Regions from separate parts of the Sus scrofa genome. Here regions 1, 2 and 4 are each linked to region 3. Evidence: chromatin contacts called from public Hi-C and HiChIP or PLAC-seq data. All regions are on one chromosome and are shown on one strand. Each heading gives the region's core, a stretch centred on a gene start, on an enhancer-like site or on the middle of the called end of the contact. The rest is flanking DNA. Distances are from core to core; before and after follow the strand shown. Region 1 has its middle 65 kb from the start of CRYAA. Region 2 overlaps PDXK (pyridoxal kinase). Region 3 has its middle 70 kb from the start of SIK1. Region 4 has its middle 60 kb from the start of SIK1.

Evidence for each region. A called contact is a pair of places that touch in the nucleus more often than the background predicts. HiChIP or PLAC-seq counts read pairs in DNA pulled down with a chosen protein or histone mark.
Region 1: a contact with region 3 is called in an H3K27ac HiChIP or PLAC-seq map of skeletal muscle, with 3 times the contacts expected there. The contact joins two enhancer-like sites. A contact is called at or near these places in 1 of 47 Hi-C or Micro-C datasets (heart right ventricle) and 1 of 2 datasets of contacts at active chromatin or transcription factors (skeletal muscle).
Region 2: a Hi-C map of liver shows a contact between it and region 3, with 5 times the contacts expected there. The contact joins two enhancer-like sites. A contact is called at or near these places in 2 of 47 Hi-C or Micro-C datasets (epiblast stem cells and liver).
Region 4: an H3K27ac HiChIP or PLAC-seq map of skeletal muscle shows a contact between it and region 3. The contact joins two enhancer-like sites. A contact is called at or near these places in 2 of 2 datasets of contacts at active chromatin or transcription factors (alveolar macrophages and skeletal muscle).

Annotation. Positions count from the first base shown.
Region 1 is chr13:206,357,217-206,360,164 of Sscrofa11.1, forward strand. No RefSeq gene overlaps it. Among named protein-coding and RNA genes, the nearest start is that of CRYAA, 65 kb to the left of the region's middle. Within about 2 kb of position 1,350, at least 40 of the 83 cell types and tissues checked have an H3K27ac peak or open chromatin away from gene starts, as enhancers often do. A contact at or near this core is called in skeletal muscle, where this site is marked.
Region 2 is chr13:206,681,647-206,684,580 of Sscrofa11.1, forward strand. All of the region lies in intron 1 of PDXK (pyridoxal kinase), which reads left to right. Among named protein-coding and RNA genes, the nearest start is that of PDXK, 6.2 kb to the left of the region's middle. Within about 2 kb of position 1,550, at least 21 of the 83 cell types and tissues checked have an H3K27ac peak or open chromatin away from gene starts, as enhancers often do. A contact at or near this core is called in liver, where this site is marked.
Region 3 is chr13:206,534,834-206,537,674 of Sscrofa11.1, forward strand. No RefSeq gene overlaps it. Among named protein-coding and RNA genes, the nearest start is that of SIK1, 70 kb to the left of the region's middle. Within about 2 kb of position 1,373, at least 48 of the 83 cell types and tissues checked have an H3K27ac peak or open chromatin away from gene starts, as enhancers often do. A contact at or near this core is called in alveolar macrophages, liver and skeletal muscle, where this site is marked.
Region 4 is chr13:206,404,145-206,407,177 of Sscrofa11.1, forward strand. No RefSeq gene overlaps it. Among named protein-coding and RNA genes, the nearest start is that of SIK1, 60 kb to the right of the region's middle. Within about 2 kb of position 1,602, at least 28 of the 83 cell types and tissues checked have an H3K27ac peak or open chromatin away from gene starts, as enhancers often do. A contact at or near this core is called in alveolar macrophages and skeletal muscle, where this site is marked.

The DNA.
Region 1 (2,948 bases), core at 100-2,599, 180 kb before region 3:
CAAGAAATGGCAAAAAGACAAAAAAAAAAAAAAAAAAAAAAAAAAAGGTTCCTCTTTCCAACACACCGGAAGTTTTCTTTAAACCTCGGAATGGATTTACTTTTGGCCCAAGTTCGAGTGGGTGACAGTTCCATGTTGAAAGGGAGGGCCCGGGCCCTGAGGTCTGTGGCCCACTCACCTCCGGGCACGTGGGTGGGTGGGGGAGGGGTGACAGCCCAGCGATGCCGCCCGGAGGCCAAGCTGCAGCCCTGGCCTGTCAACCCAGAGAAGTGTTTGCAGCGGTCAAGTCCACTGTGGGGGGGCCAAGGGCGTGTGGTGGCAGGACGTTCGGACTAAACTGGCACAGAGCTGACAGCCTAGAAAACCCTCCTTTAAAAGCATGAAATAGGTTAGGGCTCTTTCACCTGAAAGGAACGTGGCAGCAGGCATTTGTGGCCCGGGGCAGAGTTGGACGTAGAGGGCCAGCCTGCTGCATCTTGCTGCACCCCAGCTCCAGTCCACACCAAGAGGTCACCTTAGGTCCCAAATGTCTCTGGAACTCCAGCCAGTGAAAGGGTGCCACCTGGCACCTCCTCGTCTGACGGTCCTCTTTCCTCCATGGGCTCCTTTGCCCCGGTCCGCGGGCTATTTGTTCAGGGCTGCGGTCACGCGTGGAACTCAGGGGACCTGAACTATCTTTGCATCTCGGGGATCATGACTCCAGCCTCCCGGGGCCTCTCAGATCCACCCGAGACATGCGTGGTGGACAGGCAGCATCCTGGGTGCGCTTCAGGACCTGGGCAGGATGCCCCCCTACCCCAGCCCAGCATGGACCCCACCCCAGGGCAGCTGCCGGCTTCGGGGAGGAGGCGTTTGGTGGGAATAGATTTGTACGGAACACCAACCCCCATCCCCACCCCAAGAGAGGAGTTTACTGATAACCTGCCACCTGCCTGCAGTTTGGACTGATTTTCTTGCTTCCTTATGGCATCTTGGCTGGGCAATGGGGCCGTCCCATCCCGTAGGAGCAGAAACTGGGGCCCTGAGCGCCCGCGGATCCAAGGCCGTCAGGAGGGCAACAGCCAGGAGAGTGTGGTGCCTCCAGGGCATGAGTGGCACAGAGGGATCCCCGGCCACTGAAGGAGGCACCCAGGACCCAGTCCCCTCCTGGCTCAGCTGCCTGAGCCCCCAAGGGCAGGCCAGGCCCCCGCAGAGCTGTTTCAACACGCGTGTTCTACGTTCCAGGGCAGAGGCCCGTCTCCAAGGAGAGCGGGGCCAGCCGTGCGTCCCACAGGAAGCCAGCCCCCGTCACTGCCCTGCGGCCGGCACATTCCAGAGGCCCTCGGGGACACGGCCCTGGGCCTCCCGGGCTGGCTGCCCTCCCGCGGGGCTGGGCGGCCTCTCTCGTACGTGACTGCCCGTGAGTGCACAGGCCGTGTGTGGGTGTGTGCCGGGCCCGGGTGCAGGAGCAATGCTGTGTGGACTTGTCATCTGAAACAAACCAGTCGGCAGAGACGTCAAAGCCGCCGGCAGTGCCTGCCTGGTTGAGCCTGAACAATGATGCTTTTTTTAGCCTGACAACCTGTTAAGCGGCAGGAGCTGGGAGCAGCGGTAAAGGCGTCCCCCAGCCCGTTGCTGGAAGAGACGCCAGGCAGAGCGGGCTGATGGGTGACAGGCTGATGGGCTGACCTCGCGCTGGAGGCTGGGGTTCAGCCTGGGGTCTCCTTGGTGGAGGAGGCTGTCACTTAGCCCCTGGGACTGTTTTCAGACCTGAGGTTTCAGTGACACCTGCTGACGTCAAAAGCTTCAGGACTGGAGGCAAACCAGTAAAACAGGGCGAAGCCAACCTGCAGTTTTTCTCTCTAAAAAGACATACTAGGAAGTGAATGCTGGGAAGTAAAAACCAAGCCAGAGCTGTGGAAGGCTTGGGGTTCTTCCTAGAGCTCCAGGGGTCCCCAGCCTGAGATGGCTCTTGAGGAGCAAATGAGCTGAGGGCTGGGGTTGGTCAGAGCCTTCCAGCCCCCTTGGTGGACGTGGGGCCGCCGGGGCGGGGGGTTGGTGGGGTAACACCAAGTGATGTGCTTTCAGCCCGACAGTCAGCACGACGATGCTGCAGAACCACGTGCCCTGGGTTCTGATCCAGGGACCGGCTCTCCTGGGAGGGGCCGTGGGGGCTGCAGCCTCGGAGCAGAACCCCATGCGCGGCTGGCTCCACACTCACTCACGGGGTGTGAGCGTTGTATCAGCGGGAGGAAACTCCCACCAGGCGCCTGTTTGGGGCGCTCCCCTCGCCGGATTCTGGCTGAGCTGAGTCACCTGCATGATGGATTTGGGGATCTGACTGCACCCAAACTTTCCACTCCGCCAGGAGCACCTTGAGCCAGCAGCCTCTGCCTCCTGGAGCCTTTCCCGTCCAGGCCCGGCTCGTGCATGGCCCGGAGCTGGGGAGGGCTGGGCACCCTCGAGTCAGTGGACATGAGGCTTGATGTCAGGGCTTCCCTGTTACACAGCCCCCGCCAGGGCCCGCTCCCCGCTGCAGACCCAGCAGGCCTGCCTCGTGTGGTTGGAGTGTGGTTTCCGCCCCAGCACACCTGCTGCAGTGGCTCCACCAGGGCCATCGGGCTCCCCGGGCCCCACCCCTGGCAGCTGGGAACCTCTCTCCGTTCCCTCGGCAGATGCCCGGAGTCTGTGGGGCCTGCCCTTTGCCTGCCCACTGTGGGGTCCCTGGGAACCCACTGTCTCCATAGTGATGACAGAATCTGCCCATCTGTCCTCACGGTCAAACCAGGAGTCAGGGTCAGGGAGGTGGGGCGTGTGTGTGCGTGTGCGTGTGTGTGTGCGTGTGTGTGCGTGTGTGTGTGTCTGTGTGTGTGTGCGCGTGCATGCGGGCCTGCGTGTCTCTGCGGTATCAACCCGACATGTGCCTCATTACATTTAATCCAGTTTTGATCATTTCCTGCAGCGATATT
Region 2 (2,934 bases), core at 300-2,799, 150 kb after region 3:
GAGTCAAGCTGCCCTTTGAGCCGCGGCCGCAGCCCCGTCTCCCTCGAGGCCAGGATGCCGGCAGCTGCCCTGCTGGGCAGGCAGCCCTCGAAGGTGCCCAGGCGGGTAGGTCGCTGGCTTTGTGCCGACTGAACTTGGCACCACAGCTGCCGGCACGCGTGACCTCTGCTGTGGGTTCCCGGAGGCTCACAGTGCCGGAGAGGTGACATCTTGAAGGGCCGTGTGGGGACAGCGACGTGACTGAATTCTAGGGCCTTGAGAGTCACCCCCCCCTTTTTTTTTTTTTGGTCTTTTTAGGGCTGCACCCGTGGCATATGGAGGTTCCCGGGCTAGGGTCGAATTGGAGCTGTAGCCCCTGGCCTACACCACAGCCACAGCAACACCAGATCTGAGCCGCATCTGCGACCTACACCACAGCTCACGGCCATGCTGGATCCTTAACCCACTGAGCAAGGCCAGGGATCGAACCTGCATCCTCATGGATGCTAGTCAGATTCATTAACCGCTGAGCCACAACAGGAACTCTGAGAGTCACCCTTGAAATAAGGAGTTCCTGTCATGGCGCAGTGGTTGACAAATCTGACTAGGAACCGTGAGGTTGAGGGTTCGATTCCTGTCCTTGCTCAGTGGGTTGAGGATCCGGCATGGCCTGTGAGCTGCGGTGTAGGTCGCAGATGTGGCTCAGATCCTGTATTGCTGTGGCTGTGGTGTAGACCGGCAGCTGCAGCTCCGATTCGACCCCTAGTCTGGGAACCTCCATATGCTGCGGGTGCGGCCCTAAAAAGACAGATAGATAGATAGAAATACCGTGAGAAGGGGAGGCGGGACTGCTGGCGGCCGTGGACGGTGGTTTAGGGGGGACACCTCAGTTTGGGGTCTGTTTGGGGTCTCAGTTTGGGTCTGTAGACATCAGCCTCCTTTTCTGAATCTCTGCTCATCACTCTCTGCAGAAACAGAACCAAAATATGACTCTGTTTCTTGGTACAAGGACCTCGAGGCCAGGCCTGTTCGCCAGTGGACTGTGGCTTGGAAGAGCAGGCTGGCGGGCAGCGGGGTGTGCTGAGAGGCCTGGAAACCTGGGTTCAGACCCCTGCCTGTGCCCAGGAGCTGAGCTGGAGGGCCCTGCGGCTGCCCGGCCCACTCCGCTCTGGAGCAGAGCAGAGGCCGCAGAGCTGCCAACAGTCTCTGGCCCGGGGCGGGGGGGGGGTCCCCCTTTCAGAGGCCGCAGAGCTGCAAGGTGGCCTTCCGCGAAGGATGAATGGATGAGTGGTTAAAATGCCTGGTCCTTGAGAAGAAAATCTTTGCATTGTTTCCTGAGGATTCCCAGGCTAAAAAGGACCTTTTTCTACCAGAAGTATGCTTGCAAGATCCTGGAAGAATGTCAGCTGCCCTTTAAAAGAGGTAGTTTTTGCTTGTGTTTTTCGCGGTGACACACATGCTAGCAAAGAGCGCAGGGGCGCCGTTGCCCAAAAGCTCGCTCCTTCCCAGGGGTGCTGCCCGGGGCTGGGGAGGGCGGGGGCTGGGCTCGGTGGCCTGGGTGTGTCCTCTGGCCTGTGCTCTGCAGGCGCGGGACCTGCCCGCTTCCCCGGCCTCTGGAGTCCCCTTCCGATCCAGACACGTCCCAGCCCTGGACCTGTTGCGTCATCGTTTGGTGTTTTTCCGTGAATGTCCAGAATTGCTTAACATCTTGGTTTTCTGACTCTTACGTTGGGGCTGCTGTTTGGGACTCCTCGCCTGTCCTGGCGGAGAGCAAGAACGTGACCGCCCCATTTTCTGCCCTTTCTCACCGTGTCTGCGTGTCTTTGGGGTGTGGGTAGGTGTGTACGCGTGAGCAGGTGTGCAGTTGTGTGGGGTGGCCTGGCTGTCCCGTGCGGTGCCCTGTCTTATGTTTGCGTGACGCCTCACAGGGACCCCTCTGGAGGGGTGGGTGAGTCTGCAAGCAGGTGGCTTCTGTGGCCCCCACGGCAGGGGCTTGGATGTCCCCTGGCGCTCTCCACACGGAGCTGTTGAAATAAGATCAGCCACTTCTCAGGGGGATCCAGAAGAGTGACCCAAAGAGGAGAACAAATGGAGTTTCTCAAGGAGAAAGGACGGTGGGGTGGGGCGGGGTTGGGGGTAGAATGCAGACCCCCCGACCCAGAGCCTTTGGGCCCCCAGTCCCAGTGCTGGGAACTTGGGGTGAGATCCCTTTTCTTAGGGCTTTGCAGCGCAGCCCAGCAAAACCCGACCTACTGTGCGGCCTGCAAGCCGGGGCCGGTGCACTGCGCTGCGAGTGGGACCGAGGCCGAGTGACCGGGTCCAGGGATGTGATGCTGAGGCAGGGACACTCATGGGGCGAAGGTGGCCTTCAGGAGACACATGGCTGTCAGGGATGAGAGGCGTGGGCTGAATTGTGGACGCGGGGCAGGGCACTCGGCCGGGAGGCGAATCAGGGTGACCACAGGCACATGGCTGTGTCGCCTCTTTCCTGATTCCGGTTTCCCGGAAGGGTGACTAAAGGGCTTGCAAAACAAGTGAAGGATTTTGAAGACGGGGAAGTGACCCGTCTTCCTGCCCAACACGAGCTGCTCCCCCTAGAAGGACGTGGCGGTTGGGGCTCCCCCACTCCTGCTGTGCTGAAGGCTCCCCACGGGGTCTCCCTGCAGGGCTGGAGGCTGGTGCCTGGCTGGGCGCACCTGCCACCCCCAGGCCAAGGGATCCGCAAGAGCCAGGGCTGCATTCCCCTGTTCCCCTGTCACTGCTCCTGGTGGCCGGATGCCTCCGGGGCATCTGATGTGCCCTCCCCGGGTGTGCATGTACAAAGTTTGTTGGGGTCTCCCCTGCCCTGGAGGAAGCCGGAGGGGGCTGGAGGCTGGCTGAGGCGGCCGCCTGTCCTGACAGACAAGATGTGGCAGCTGCGGTGTGCTTCCAGGGCTCGAGTCACACCTCTGCCCT
Region 3 (2,841 bases), core at 123-2,622:
GGTGACTGGGGGTCCGAGCCTGACACTGGTCCGAGGCTACAAGGTCTAGCCCAGGGCCAGCGCAGAGGTCTGGAACGGAGCCATCACACGAGAGCATGCCCAGGTTTGGGGGAGCCCCCAGAAGGGGGGTATGCAGGGCAGGTTTCCGAGAAGGGCTTGCCCATTTGTGCACCTGCCGTCACATCTCACAAGATGAGTGACTGCGCTGAACGCCAGGGTGACTAAGACCCACTCCAGCCTGACCAGGAGGGACAGACACACTCAGGACAGACCCACTCCAGCTTGGCCACCCAGGCCTGCCTCTACAGCAGAACAAAGGGGGCTCAGGAGCAGACCCTGGTGTGTTTCTGGAGAATCCCAGGGAAGAGGTGCCAGGAACAGAGGGCAGACAGCCACACTGTGCCTTCCTGGGCTGACCATCTCTGAGGGCAACTGTCTTAGCTCGAGCCACTGTCACAGACCGCCACGTGGCCAGCCCTCACACAGGCTCTTACTCCTCGCAGTTCGGGAAGCTGGACATCCAAGACAGAGGTGCCAGCAGCTGCAGGTTCACGGAGGACTGCCTGCTCCTAGATGCGTCCTTGCAGGCTGCCAGTGCCCTGCCCTGCAAGAGGCCCAGTCGGCCCCGAGGCCCCACCCAGGGGCCCAGGGAGAGGGCAGAGGACCACATGGTTACACCCGCAGACAGCGTGGCTGGCAGGAAGATGAGCCAGGGGTCCAGGGCTCAGACCGTCACCCCACGAGAGACAGAGCTTCCGGGGCCCCGTGGAGACAACCCCTTGGGGTGCCAGGCTGGAAACTACAAAAGCCCCGGCAAACTTTCTCCTATTTGGTAGCCTCTGGAAGACACAGGAGGGGACGGCAGAGATGCCGGAGGGACAGACTTGTGAGGCCGGTGAATCTCAGACAAGCCCACACCTCCAGGCACAGGCCGAGGGCCAGCAGTGTGGTCAGGGGTGTGGGGGCCACCCAGCTGGTCGGGCTGTGCTGTCCAGCTGCCCCATCCAGCCTCCTCGGGGACACTGCCTCAGGACAGACTCGCCCTGGCAGCATCACTTGGTTCCGAGGTGCACAGCCTGTAGGACCAGCCGGGTCTCTGGCCGGAGCCCCACCTCTCAGCTCTCACGTGCTTGCGGTGTGCGAAAGAAATGCACAGATTTTAACGGGAGCCCAAACTAAATGCCCTCAGGAAAAGGAAAACTAGGGCAAAAACACGGGCATGTTCCAAAGGCAGAAGCGAAAGTGGATTCGGACCCCAACCCATCAGATCGGCTTTGCCACGCGGCCCCGCCCCTTTCCGTGACTCTGACTTTCTAAGAATGAAACCCGGCAGATCCGAGCTCTGGGCTCGGCCGGGAGGGAAGGGACAGGGTCTGTTCAGATCCCCTCCCGGAAGATGAGAACTCAGCTGCCCTTGTCTGTTGGCTTTCTTGGGGGCCCGTTCCTTAGTCCCTGGGGCGGGGGGGGGGGGCCGGGGGGGGCACCCAGGGCGAGCCACCCCCCACCCGCCCGGATCAGAGCTTCCTGCTGTGACACAGTCCCGTCCCCTCCCCCCGCTCCCTCCCCCGCGGGGCCAAAGGCCGCCCGCCCAGGCCGCGCTGTTCCAGGACTTGGAAGGGGCAGCGTGTGCCGAGTAGGGCAGGGGTGGCGAGTTTCGGGGACAGGAGAGCCGTCCTGGGCTGTGCAAACCCAGGGCCGCCGGCTGGCGCTGGGGATTAACGTCCTGGCCCGCAGTCGCCGTGACGAATAATTGCAGGACAAACAGGAAGGCCTCTCACCTGCCAGAGCCCCCGGCGTTTCCTACGAAACGACAGCGCCCGGCGGGAACAGGCAGTTTTGTTCTTTGCGCCGAGCCTCTGGGCCGGTGACGTCAGCGGCTCTAAGGCCGCGTCCGGTCTGGTCTGGCCCGGGAGCTGGTCCGCAGGCAGGCACCGGGGCCTCGGAGCCGGGGCCCTGTCCCCACGCCCGCACCTCCGGCCGGGACCCGGCTGCTGACTTCGCGGCTGCTCCCGCTCCCTGACCCGAAGACAGGGCTTTGCTCGGGCAACTTGCAGGAGCAGGATTTTCCCAGCACCGGAGGGAACAAGATGAAGGAGGCTTTGGGCGGCAGGACCCTGGGGAGCAGGACCAGCAGCCTGGGGCGTCCGCCTCAGGTGGCCTCCGCCCAGCATCTGGTCCCTCGGTTGCTGGTTAAGGGGACATGTGCACAGCTGACCTCGGATGAGCAGGGCGTCCAGGTCTGTCCTGCAGGGCTCCGGGCCCTGCCCCCTGGCACAGCCTCCTGCCCAGCGTCTGAGCCCTGTACGCTTGGTCCAGAAGGAGCTGAACGGATCGAGGCGGCCCCCGAAACGTGGGGGGTGAGCGTCCTCCGTGTCCCAGGAGGCCGGCAGCCACGGCCCTGCCGCCAGCAAGCAAACCCAGGTCTGCCCACCACGGACACACAGGGAGGCACCGGAGGACAGCTGTCCACCCTGACCCCCAGGCCCGTTTTCCCCAGCTCCGCCCAGGAAACGCTTGACGACATCAGGTAGAAAAGGACAGGCCCTTTGTGACAGGCCTGCTCAGACCAGACAGGTGACAGAGGGAGCCCCAGGCCTGCCCAGGCCAGGCCCCACCCCTGCCACTGGCTGGAGAACGGGCTGCGGCGGCTGGAAGACAGCGGGCAAGGACGCGGCCGCCTCTGGACGCTCACTCTGGCCTCGCTGCCCTCCACTCGGGAGAGAACCCCTCCGGGGAGACTTGGCGCTTCTTAGTTGTGGCCCAATTCCTGCCAGGATTTCATGGGCGTGGAGACCAGGAAAACAGGGGAACTTGGCTGGACCGGAGCCAAGCCCCCCTCCT
Region 4 (3,033 bases), core at 352-2,851, 130 kb before region 3:
AGTGGTCAGGAGCCCGTGTCCTTGGGGGACCAGACGCTCGTGCGTGAGGTCAGCCGAGGTGGTGTGGCCAGAGCGCGGGGGCCGCCGAGCGTGGGCGCGGTGCCGTAATATCCCCAAGCTGTCCACGTAGTCCTGGAACTGTGGACATGTCACCTTCCAGCAAACGGGGCCTTGGGTGGCTGATCCCCGACCCCCAAAGTGGGAGGATAGCCCGATTCTCTGGGCAGCCCCCGGGTACGCACAGGGGTCCCTCGAACGGGGAAGGGAAGAGTCGATGACAGACAGGCAGTGTCATCAGCCTGTGACAAAGGAAGGGGCCGCAATCCCAGGAGCTGGAAAGGCCGGAGACCGAGCCTCTCCTGCAGCCTCCGGGCGGAACCAGGCCCGCCCGCGCCTGACGGCCCAGTGAGAGCCGAGTCGGACTCCTGAGCCCAGGGGCCGTAAGGGAATAAATCTGCCTTTGAGGACACTGGGCTTTTTGGTCCCTTGTTATAATGACAGGACTCTGGCACTGAGCCATGAGCCCCCGGAAATGTCCACCCCGCCCTGCGCAGCGTGGACCCGGGAGGCAGGTACAGCCTGGGGTCCCCGCCGGAAGCATGAGGGTCACGACACCCTGGTTAAGGGCTGGGCGGTTCAGGGAGAAGACGCATCCAGGGTCTCAGCTTGGTGACCACGCATAGGAGGCCTGGACCCCACGGCCGGCGCCAGCTCCTCCCTCCCAGGACGTGTGTCCAGAATGCGTGCTTGTCCACTGGTGCGGTTAGGGCTTGTGGCTGCGGCGGGGCATGAGGAAGCCTGCAGGGTGGGCAGCAGGGGGTGGGCTTCAGGCTGTGGAGGGAGGAAAGGGGGGGCCGTGTCCCTCCCAGGATGAGCAGAGGCGTGAGCGCAACCCAGGGCGTCAGCTCATCTTGGAAAGCGCCCAGGCCCATGGCCTTGCGTGTCCTAGAGCCACAGGCAGAGGGGTCTCTCCTGAGGAACCCCGAGTCGGGCACGCATGGAACTGGGGTGCCCAAGGGCCTCTGGGCCCTCTCCTGCCTGGAAAACCAGTGGTGCCAGAGCGCGGGCCCTGGTCACCAGCTGTCAGAGATGCCAGGGGAGCACAGGCCAGGCTCTGTGGATGGAAGGGCACCCCGGACTCCACCCCGGGCTCCACCCCGGCTCCACCCCACTCCAAGGGCCCTGTCTGCCCATCCCCCACCTCTGGGGCCAGTGCCCACTGCTCCCTACCTCCTGGGGGGCCTGAGGGCTCCTGAGGCTGAGGCAGGAACCCTGGGGGGGGGGGCCTTGTGCCTCTGTCCCCTTACCCTGGGCCCCAGGGACCACCTGCCTGCTCTGGCAATGGCACCAAGGCTGGGGGCACCCCCAACCCCCACTGCCTAAGGGAGCAAGGGAAAGAGGAGCCCCCTAGATGCCCTGGCCCCTCTCGGTGGTACGTGTCTCAACCTGGCTGCCCCCTGCCCAGCCAGGCGCCCGCCCTGTTCCCAAGGCCCGCCGCATCCACTGCATTGTAGGGGCCGGAAGCTTAGCACACGGGCAACTATTTGCAGCCAGACGCCCCTCCCATGTCCTCTCAGCCCAGCCCCCTCCGCTGGCCCAGGACGCCTGCACCATGAGTCATGGCCACGCTGGTGTCAAGCTCCTGCCCAGACATTGGGGGCCACACCCTGCAGGAGCGGGGCACCAACCCAGCTGGCAGCCTGGGGCAGGTGAGGGGAGAGGGGGCCTGTGCTGCCCCGAGCCATCTGGGCTGCCGCTCTCAGGAAGGCCCTTGCTTGGCCAGCTCGGCAGGCCCGGGCGGTTGCGGCACCAGGAGGACACTTCGGCCTCACGTTGCGTGGTCTCATCCTAAGTGGCTCAGAGGTCAGGTTCCCTGTCCAGCGGTGGCCGGTTCCAGCCCCTGCTGGCCAGGAAGAGCCAGAACTGCCACTGGCCCCTTAAAAGCCAGACTGTCCAGAGGTGGGTCCACCCAGAGGGCACAGGGCAGGCGAGGGCACGCAGTGCGGGAGGCGGGCAGGCAGCGGGGGAGCCTCCAGAGGCCTGAGCCACTTAATGTGGCCAGGAAGACACCCACAGTCACGTCGAGCCCCTGGGAATGGGAGTGGGGGGAGCAGCAGCCCCTGCTCTCATCCTGGCCCTGCCTCAGCCCAGCTTGGCCCCCGCTGCCCTTCTTCATCCTCTGGCCTCTGTTTCCGAGGCACCAGGTCAGGCCAATTAGATGAGCTCACTTTTAAGACTGGCCTGGCATAAGCGCTGGGGGGTGGCCCTGAAAGAGACGTCTGCCCGGATGTGGAATGTGGCCCTTGCAGGTGTGATGGGGCCAAGGACAGAGATCAGGGCGTCCAGCATCCGGGTGGCCCTAAATCCGATGACAGAAAGCAGACACAGATACGCAGGGCGGGGCTGTGAGGACAGACGCAGAAATTGGGGCGCTGCGTCTAGAGGCCCAGGAGCACCAGCAGGAGCAGGACAGCCTGGGTGGGACCCGCCCTCATGGCCTTGGCTGCGGGCTTCTGACCTCCAGACTGTGAGAGAATGAATTGCTGTGGTTTGAGCCACCCGGTTTGTGGCGACTTGTTACGGCAGCCCCAGGAAATGGCTACGCCCAGGGACTCGGCGCAAGGGACACCCAGGGACTCGGCGTGAAGGACACGCCAGTGACTCAGCCCCGCCAGGAACGGCGGGACGGGGGCTGGGGTGCGGGGTGGGGAGGGAAGGCCCTCAGACGCGGCCATAGGGTCACCCGAGGTGGGGGAGCAGAGGGTGACTGGACCCCACTCAACCCCGTCGAGTTGTCGACTAGCACGGGGGGCTTTTCTGCACCATGGCAGAAGGCAGCTCGTCTTTCTGTCCCCTTCCTCCTGTCCTCAGAGGGCACAGCACCAGCTTCCTGGGGCGCCCTGCCCAAAGCGGCCCCCCCCAGGGCATCCCCCCCCTACACTGAGGGTGTTGGTGGGTGGAGCCAGAGAAGCCTGGCCCCTGAGGCAGGAAGCACGGCGCTAGGGCCGCCAGGTCGATGGGTCCCGGAAAGAG